Regions from separate parts of the Ovis aries genome. Here region 1 is linked to region 2. The links are chromatin contacts, called in public Hi-C maps. All regions are on one chromosome and are shown on one strand. Each heading gives the region's core, a stretch centred on a gene start, on an enhancer-like site or on the middle of the called end of the contact. The rest is flanking DNA. Distances are from core to core; before and after follow the strand shown.

Region 1 (4,823 bases), core at 2,012-4,511, 480 kb before region 2:
TACTTTTATGTTAAGCTAATTTGTCTAATATCTCAGAGATTCTCTTTGTTAAGGAAGCAAAATGATTCATTTTCTTTAGGGCATTTCCTTATACAATGATGTCAACATGGAGTAATTATGAGCCAATTGACCAATATTTTTCTTGGTGTGAAGATTAGTGCAACAAGGTTTAAGTAATCATATGCCTTTAGAATAAATAAGATAAATAATATGCATATAATTTTTGACTCATCTGCAATATTTTTTGTTAAGTCATACTTAGAAATGCCCATAATATGAAACTTTTCAACTGTTGTTTTTAATCCTATTTTCCAATTAGCAAATATAATTTTAATATTTTATATATTGTAGCCTCATTTGTAGGAAAGAATTCCAAAGTCCCTTAGAAGGCATAACTTAGACGTTTAAGTGCATTTTGAATGTGATATAATTCATGGTTTAACCATTGTTTAGACATGAAATAAGTTATAGTCAGTTGGTGTGAGCAAAAACTTATTTTTGCCAAGATTTTTAGAAAATGTTAACAATTTATAGAGACCTCATGGTGTTTATCATGAGATTTACTTGGTTGAATTTCCTGACTTGGAATGTATTAATATTATGTCTTCTTTACTTTGAAACAGTCCCAGGCTTTATCTTTGGCTAACTCTGCTGGTCCCACATCCACTTCATCTTTAACAGATTTAGGGTGGATTCTACCCCTGGATACTCACATCCCTAAAGTATCTGCTTCTGAAATAAAAATGAAGGTGGGAAGGTATTGGAATGGGATGAAGGGACCCTTTAATAACAGCAGGTAATCTTGGAACCAATTTCTTTTGTCTCATAGGTGTCCTTGGATAGAGGAGAATGGAGGCAGGATATAGAATAAAAAGCCAAGGAACGGTCAAGAAGTTACGTGGGAAAAGCAATATGAAAGCCAAAGTTGGAGAAATTTTACCCTGGACAACGTCGAGAAGATTCTTGGAGGTAACAATGTGACGACCATTCTGTATTGTGGCTTTATGATTTCATGTCTTAATCGCGGTGAGTACAAAAATTCAAACTCCTCCACACTGCTCTCCAGACCCACTGACAAAGTTATGCAAGCCTGTGAGTTCCAAAAATATAAAAAGACTCCATTACTTTGGAGGAACTGTAGGATAAAGTAGAGACAGTTCATCGAGTTGGGGATTAAGTGGTTTTTTTTTTTTTTTTTGCAATCGTTTTTTATTTTGATGAAATAACGTTCCGTGCATAATAATGACTTGAAACTGGTAAACAAACCCAGAGCCGGCGCAATGGCTGCTGCAGCTCACGTCGCCTCTGCTTTTGGGAGACGAAAAGTGCATCCCCTTTGTAAACTGGAGTCGCCCGGAAGTGCTGGGGGGCCAGGCGAGAGCAGCGATCCTCTGCCCCCTCCCCGACCCGGGCCCCACAGCTAGGTTTGAGATCCTCGAGGAAGGGGCGCTGCCGCGGGCGCCCATCAGGGCTGCGGTCACCGGAGGGCGCAGCACGGGGCGGGGGGCGCCGGACGGGCTGGAGGAGGGGAGCCGGCCTCAGACCTCTCTGCGGCGGATGTTCTGCGCATCCGAGGCGCGGGAGCAGGTGATCCCGGCGAGGGGAATGGTGGGTCTCCCCTCGCTGTAAGTCCACTTGGGACAGGACCTTCCCCCCACCCTGCCCCTTCTGGGCCAAACTGTGTGCTGAAGGCTCAAGCAGTCGAGAGACCCCGGGGTAAAGCCGAGGCCGTCTGGAGTCCTCCTTTAGGGTTCCTCGGAACCGCTGTGCATCCACGGTCTCACTTAGACATCTCAGGGCACCGAGGGAGGCGGTTTTGGGGCTGCAGGCGGCCGGGTGTGGTTGGAGATGCTCCGCCTTCGGTGACCTTCAGCTGAAAGAGGTCGAATGTCCCAAAGAGGTGGGGACCGGGAAGCTGGTCTGGGAAGGAGACTCTGGATGGAGTATGACCTGTGAGTCGCTTGCCCTTCCTTTGTTGAGCCTCAGGGGCACTCAGAAAGCGTGACAAGACGAAGGCTCCCTCCAAGAGCTATCGTAGAGCGTTCACCAAGACGTGAGGAGACGCCGCTTGCCCAGGCTGCAAACACGAGGGCTCTCACCGCCGCGGAAGTCCCCCAGGATCTCCGAGCTCCACCCACCATTTCGGTGCAAGGGCACTCGCGACCGCAGGGCTTGGCCGGAGGAGTTTCCGGGCACATCCCTCCAGTGGCTCTTCTACACCAGCTCGGGTCCCGCCGTCGGGGAGAGGACCCAGCGGGCAAGACCCCTGCCGGTCCCGCGCGCGCTCAAACTCTAGACTTCCTCTCTGCATCCCTGGTCCCTGCCCTGTCCCTCGCCCTTGGGAGCATCCACTTATCCTTCGGGGACCCTACGGGCCTGAGCACAGGGGTCCTCGAGATTAGCCGGGGTGACCGGGCGTGGGAGGGCGGGCGGAGCTGGGAACGCGTAGCAGTGTCCGGGGTGAGAGAGCTTCCCGACCCCTGGGCCAGGGGAGGGACTCGGAGAGAAGGTCCGTAGGAAGGAGATGGACACAGAACTGGAAGACTCGGGGGGGGGGGGCGGGGAGATTTACCCCTTGTGGTAAGAGAGCAAAAACCCTGCCCAAAGTGCTGGCTCTCCATTTCCCGTGGAAATAAATTCTAGCCTCCAGCAAGATCTCCTCGCTCCTCAGTACAGCAAAGCCCACCTTCGGAAGTTCTCGGTCTGACCCACTCGGGCGTCACCAGCACTTCCTCACTGGGACATTCCTTTCGGTCTCTGTCCTGCCACCGCTCCGGCCAGGGAGATCCTCTTTGTCGTCCCCCCACCCCCAACGCCCCAGGCAAAGTGCACGCCGACCCGCACACGCCGCACGGAAACCCTGCCCCGCGCAGGTGCTGTGTCTCTAGTTCACTCCCTCGGTCGCCGAGGGCCACGCTTTCCTCGGGCAGGATCCTTTTCCCGCCCTCCAAGAGCCAGCCTAGGTCAGGTGCCCTTCGCTGTCCCCCAGACCTGGACATCCGGAGACGCCGTGGAGACCCTCGTTACCTACGTCCTGCCGATCTCAGCGGCAAGGCTAGTCCAAACAGCCCTGATTGAATTTCCGACTCCTCTGGGCACGTTTCCCAGGAAAAACCTTTCTCTGGCCCCCTCCCGCCACCCCTAAAGGCCTCAGAAAATACTTGAATCTCCATAGAAAAGGCACAATTTAAGAGCGGGGTGGGGCACAGTGGGCGGGTCCCGGGTCTCGGAGCGGATTGAATTTCTTTCCGCTGGCTACCAGCATTCCGCGGATAAAGCGCAAGTTTGTGCATTTAGTCCACGGAGGGCTTGTAAACCGACAGGACCGAAAGTGCCCCGTGAGTTGCGGAGTTTGTCTAGATTTCCCTGCAGATGGATTTGCGAAAGCGCCTGTGATGGGAACTTTCTGCAAATCGGGTATGGAGGGAGCTAAAGGGAAAAAGCGAGGGGAGTCGGACGGGGAGGGGCAGTGGGAACGTGGGGTGTTTGTATGTGAGTGTGTGTGTGTGTGTGTGTGGGGGGGTGGCGATGAGCCCAGGCGCGGGGGCGTCCCAGCGGGGGTAGGGGAAGGGGTGCAACGTCCCTCTGGCTAATTGGCTTAAGACGTGCCGCAAGCACTTGGAAAAGGTCGTTGAAGGAGTTCGCTGCGCGCACACACAAAATAATAATCTTAAAAAAGAGTGCCGGGCATGCGCACAGAGAGGATGCCATATTGGAATGAGGCTGTAGTGGGAGTCCGAGCCGCGGAGCGGGCGCGCAAGGGAGGCGGCGGGCGGGGAGCGAGCGAGGCGCAGCGAGCGGGTGAGGCCGGCGTCCCCCGCCTCGGCGGCGCCCCGGCCTCTGTCCACGCCGCGGGGAGGACGAACTTCACCAGGTAGGACCCCGCGCCGGCCGCTGTCCCCGCGCCCAGCCCGCCCCGCGAGGGGACCTCCGGCCCGCAGGTTGAGTGCGCCGGTCAGCTTCTCCTTTTCCAGCTCCGAGAAAAAGGGAAGCTGGATTGGGCTCGGGGTGGGGGTGGGGGGGGGCGAAGGAGGGGGTGCAGTGGGAGAGAAGCGAAAGGGCAGGACTGGAGGAGAAGGCGACAGCTCTGGAGCAGATCCCCAAACTCCGCGCTGTGCTCCGGGTTGTCATTTTTGCTCCCCCTCGTCCCCTTCCTCCAGGTCCCTCGGCTTCGCAAAGCCCGGCCTCACGGGAGTCTGTCCGTAGTTGGAAAGCGTACTCCTCTCCGGGTGCACAGTGTCCCCTCCCGCCGCCCACCTTCCTCATTTGTGCGCTCATTTTGGCGACGCAGCCGCCCTTGCTACCCCGCGTTGGGGTCTCTTTCTTCCTTTTTTTTTTTTTTTTAGATGGTGTGTGTGTGTTCGGGGTGGCAGGGTGGTAGTGGTTGGGGGAGATGGTGGGGCTAGGACTGGAGACCAGCCATCAAAGGGATTAAAAATCGTGGACATATTTGGACTCGCCGCCCCCCTTAGAAACATTTGCCTGTGTAGCTGAAATGAATTTGTCAGTAGTAGTTTCGGAGCGTGCTCCGGCATGGATGATCTTTTTGTTCTTTTTTTCTTTCTTTTTTCTTCAGCGTTAAAGTCACATCCTGTCCCTTGGGGCTTTCCTGTTGTCTACTCTCATATAACCTCCTTTCACAATTACTAATCTGATCTGGCTTTGGAGTTTATTATTTTTTAAAAATGTGTGTATTAGCAAAATCCGCAAAAAAAAAAAAAAAAAAAAACAACCCACCAAAAAACTGCTGTAGGAACTGTTAGATATATTTGTGGATTTTTGATCCGGAGAAGCAGGACACGATTAGCTGGAGAAAGGGAGCC
Region 2 (4,424 bases), core at 1,594-4,093:
ACAATAATATAGAAAATTTAATAAAATTATTTTAAGTGAGTTATGGAAGATCAGGGTTTCCCAGGTGGCTCAGCTGGTAAAGAATTCACCTGCAATGCAGGAGACCCTGGTTCGATTCCTGGGTTGGGAAGATCCCCTGGAGGAGGGCATGGAAACCCACTCCAGTATTCTTGCCTGGAGAGTCCCCGTGGACAGAGGAGCCTGGCGGGCTGCAGCCCATGGGGGTCCCAAAGAGTCGGACACACCTGAGCCACTAAGTACAGCGAAGCACAGCAGGGAAGATGAATAATTTCTAGTCCACAGTATCGTGCTTCTAGCGAGAGTAACAGAATGATAAGTAAAGACGGACTATGAAGACCAAAATATTTTTAATTTATATACATTTTATATAAAAATATATATACGTGCCATTTTGTTGCTTTTTAAAGTTGGCTAAGTCATGTCTGACTCTTTGCAATCCCACAGACTGCATTACTCGAGGCTCTCCATCCTTCACTATACCATCATGGGGTCGCAAAGAGTCGGACACGACTGAGCAACTGAACTGAACTGAACGGATATGTAATACATTTTCACTTTTATATATATACATTTTATACACACACACATATTCTGACTTTCTGTGTCAAGGTTTTGCTGAACATTCCAAAGCATGTGTATCTTTGTGCGATTCCTAGATTATATGTTGCGACATAAGAACATCAGAATTTTATATCTGGTAAGGGTCTTGGAAAGAATTTAGCTCAAACCCTTTATTATGCAGATAAAGAAACAAGAAATACTTTCCCAGGGCCAGGAATCTGTTTTCCTTTTATTACAGTTCAACAGGAGCAAATGAGAGTCGGATCACGAAATGAGACACCCCGTGGGATTGGGGGTGATGCCTGTGGCAGAGGCCATGGCCGGCTCTGTAAACTGGGTGCTATTTTTGCTGACCTGGATATCAGGTGGTCCATACACTGTATTGCTCTATATAACATTAGCCTCACACTGAAAAATCATACATATTTTATGGTTGGCACCTTACTTTCAGAAATTCGTAGTTGGATAGCACAATTACATGAGTTTTGGGGGCAAGCTTTCTTCTAAACGCTTAAGCATCCCCTGTACCGAGCAAAATGATAATTGCTTTTGAAATTATTTGAATCTGGATTTAAAGAACATTTCACTCTTTTCATTTATAAAGAAATTATTATAGGGTAGGAACCAAATATTTTTTCTGTAAATCTGTCTGAAACTGTTTTGAGACCATTAACCAGTTTTCAAAGAATTTTTTGTTTAGCAAAGAGGAGTTTCGAAATGTTTTCAAAACTGCAGAGCTAAAATTTTTCAGAAAATGCGTTTTCTCTGAAAGCTTTTTGTTGTTGTTGTTAATGGCCATAGCTTTTCTGTATACTTGCCTATGCTGTGTCAGACTTTTATCGCAGAGAACAGGCTAAAGAGAAGTGGATACAAAGGTCATTATGATTTCCAAATTAAAAGATTTTTCCATTACAAAAATAACACATTCAAAAAAAGAAAGCTTAAAAATGCACCAGTCCATGAGCAGAATGCCCACAAGAACCCGCTACTAAAAAAATATAAACCATATTGCTGCCGTTTCCTGCTAATAAGCATTGCAAAGCAGTGAGATTTTCTAATTTTCTAGTTCTTGTTTTTCACGACAACATCTGTTGACCTGAAACCGGCACTGAGCATAACACACATGTGCCAGAAATTGCCAAGGTAGACGGGCCCCCAAACGAGGTGGGTGCCAGGCAGGAACAAGAGGGAGGAAAAACAAGAGCGGGATTTGTTGCAATTGTTGTTGTTTGTGCTTTTAAAAATAAGTTTTAAAACCCGGAAGCAGAATACAAAATAGCCACGGTAAGATCAAATTGACACTGAGCAGATACGGGCAGATGGAGGCTCTCTGTACAAATTTACCAAGTAGTCGCTTAGTAGATGGAGCTGAGTTTGCAAGGTCATGACCATCCCCAAGCTAATGACCCCTTAGAGATTTTATCATCTTTCGCTCCAAAAACTGGCAACATGTGCCGTTAAATATTTACAGTTTTTGCTTGCTTTGTTTCGTAAATCTGCTTCAAAGGTCAGGAACACCCAATTCTATAGTGCTATGCTGTTATTTCTTCTGCCACAAAACAGATCCTGACTGTTCCCAGGCGTCTAAGCCAAGATAATAATGAGTTCCGTAGAGAATGAACTTACGGTTGCCAGTGGGAAGGATGGGAAGCAGGGATAGTTAGGGAGTTTGGGATCGACATGTATGCTCTGCCATATTTAAAATGGATAACCGACAAAAGACCTGTACAGCACGTGGAACTCTGCTCAGTGTCATGCGGCAGCCTGGGTGAGAGCGGAGTTTAGGGGAGAATGGATACATGTATATGCATGGCTGAGTCTCTTTGCTGTTCACCTAGAATATCACAACGCTGTTAACTGGCTATAGCCCAATACAAAACAAAAACAGTTTTGAATATAATATAAAAAGTCAAAGAATGACAGATAAGAAGAGGAGGGAGTTTTACGTGCATAGTGATAAAGAACCTGCCTGCCAGTGCAGGATATATGAGACATGGGTTTAGTCCCTGGGTTAGGAAGATCCCCTGGAGGAGGGCATGGCAGCCCACTCCAGTATTCTTGCCTGGAGAATCCCATGGACAGAGGAGCCTGGCAGGCTACAGTCCATAGGGTCGCACAGAGTTGGACATATATGAAACGACTTAGCCCACGTGCCTTCTGTCAAAGTGTCTGATATTTTTGGAACTAACCTTTAAACAGTACTTGGTGGAGGCATAAGATCATTGGAGATTTGACTCTGGACTATTTGTTCTGGCTTTTGGCTCAATAGGGTGTGTGTCGATTAAGTAATGTGAGAGTGAATACAAAAATCTCAGGGCAAAAAGCTTGCTATACCCACCATTTCTTTTGTTGTTTCAGGAAAGTGTTTTTATTTCTAGTGACATGATATTTTGGAAGAGAACGTGGATTGAATAAAAAAAATAATTGTGTTCCCTGCAAGAAAGGCCTTCTTGTTGCATTGCGACAGATAGTTTTATTGAACCATAAGTCTCTGAAACTAATGACTACCTCTGGCCTGGGTTGGAAAGAACCTACCATCCAATTAGAGTTTCCAGAATCATTTCTTTCTCCTCTTTAGAGCAGGGGGCAGGCAGTAGAAGGAAGAAATAATTAGCAAAAACAGCAGGGCCAGCATATTTATTTTATACTAGATGATGACGCTGAGTTCCACTGCGTGAAAGAAATAAGGGAATTTGATGGGAATTCTGACTGCTGATGTTTCTGTCTATCTGAAGCATTTTGATATTGTTGAAAAAACCCTCTCACAAGGGAGGGAAACTGAAAAATGGCTAAGAACCAAGATAACTGATGGTAAGCAAAGCCCGTAAGGTTTTGTTTCTCAGACCCTGACAGTGTTGATTGCATGTGCTCTGCCACTAAACGAGAACATGGACTGGAAATAGAAATGGAACCCCTAGGACTGGTCTTCTGCCTCAGTTTCCCCAGGGAGCACTCGGGAGCAGCGCTCCAGATGAGCAGGGCTCGCGCTCCAAATGCCAGTCCAGAAGCATCCAGACTCCTGCCTCCCCGGGGGTTATACCCCATCACGACAAGCCTTTTGGGGGATGCTATGTCACTGTCCCCAGCCTCTTCAACCTTGCAGCCGGGCCTCTGTGCTGCAGACGCCTACATGAAGTGGACCCGACCGTGGGGTCTTGTCATGGGCCACAGCCGGGCCAGTCCTGTCTGCTCTGCCTCCCTTTCTCCTTCCAGGTGTGTTTACCTGGAAAGCAATGTAATTCCCAATCAAAGCCCGCAAACCCCATTAGGCTCCACTTTCCATCTCCGGGATAAAGTGCCAAGAAGGGCTAGGGAACACCCTTGGGAAGATACCCCTGGAGCTTCATTCATTCCACCTCATTTGCCCTCCAGATCCAGACTGACTGACCAGCGATTTGGAGTGACCATTCTCACTGCTCTACCAACCCGACATTGACAGATGACACAACTCTGCTTTCTAAGTGATGGCGGTCCCCATCCCTCTGACCGGGACCTTTTTATTTAAACTATATGAGCACAAGGGTCCACTTGAATGTCCCGAAGATAAGCCCAGTTCTGCTCTAGACGCAAGGAGCCTCAGACAAAGGGTGAGGCTCAGTGGACGCTGCACTGGATGGGTCTCTGCATACCCCCAGCTCACATGCCCCTTCCACCGGTGCTCCAAATGTGCTTTATCAGATGAAAGGCAGATGGACACCAGCAACTCGCTTCATTTTGATCTTGTCTGAGCTCCCCTCCAAAACACTTTTGGGTTGAATGCTGTGAGCTGGGAAGCAAGGGATAAGGGCCTAGAGAAAGCAGCTCTTGAGGTCATTGGTTAGACCCTGTAATACAGCCAGGTG

The links. Hi-C and Micro-C count contacts between places; a contact is called where the count stands out from the background.
Region 1: a contact with region 2 is called in a Hi-C map of liver, with 6 times the contacts expected there. The contact joins the promoter of SFMBT2 here to the enhancer-like site in region 2. A contact is called at or near these places in 3 of 16 Hi-C or Micro-C datasets (hypothalamus, liver and tail adipose tissue).

What each region holds. Positions count from the first base shown.
Region 1 is chr13:11,933,703-11,938,525 of ARS-UI_Ramb_v3.0, reverse strand. SFMBT2 (Scm like with four mbt domains 2) reads left to right here and starts at 3,261. Exons shown (of 21, transcript XM_027976510.2): 1 at 3,261-3,417.
Region 2 is chr13:11,452,755-11,457,178 of ARS-UI_Ramb_v3.0, reverse strand. No RefSeq gene overlaps it. Among named protein-coding and RNA genes, the nearest start is that of PRKCQ, 78 kb to the right of the region's middle. Within about 2 kb of position 2,843, at least 1 of the 54 cell types and tissues checked has an H3K27ac peak or open chromatin away from gene starts, as enhancers often do. A contact at or near this core is called in liver, where this site is marked.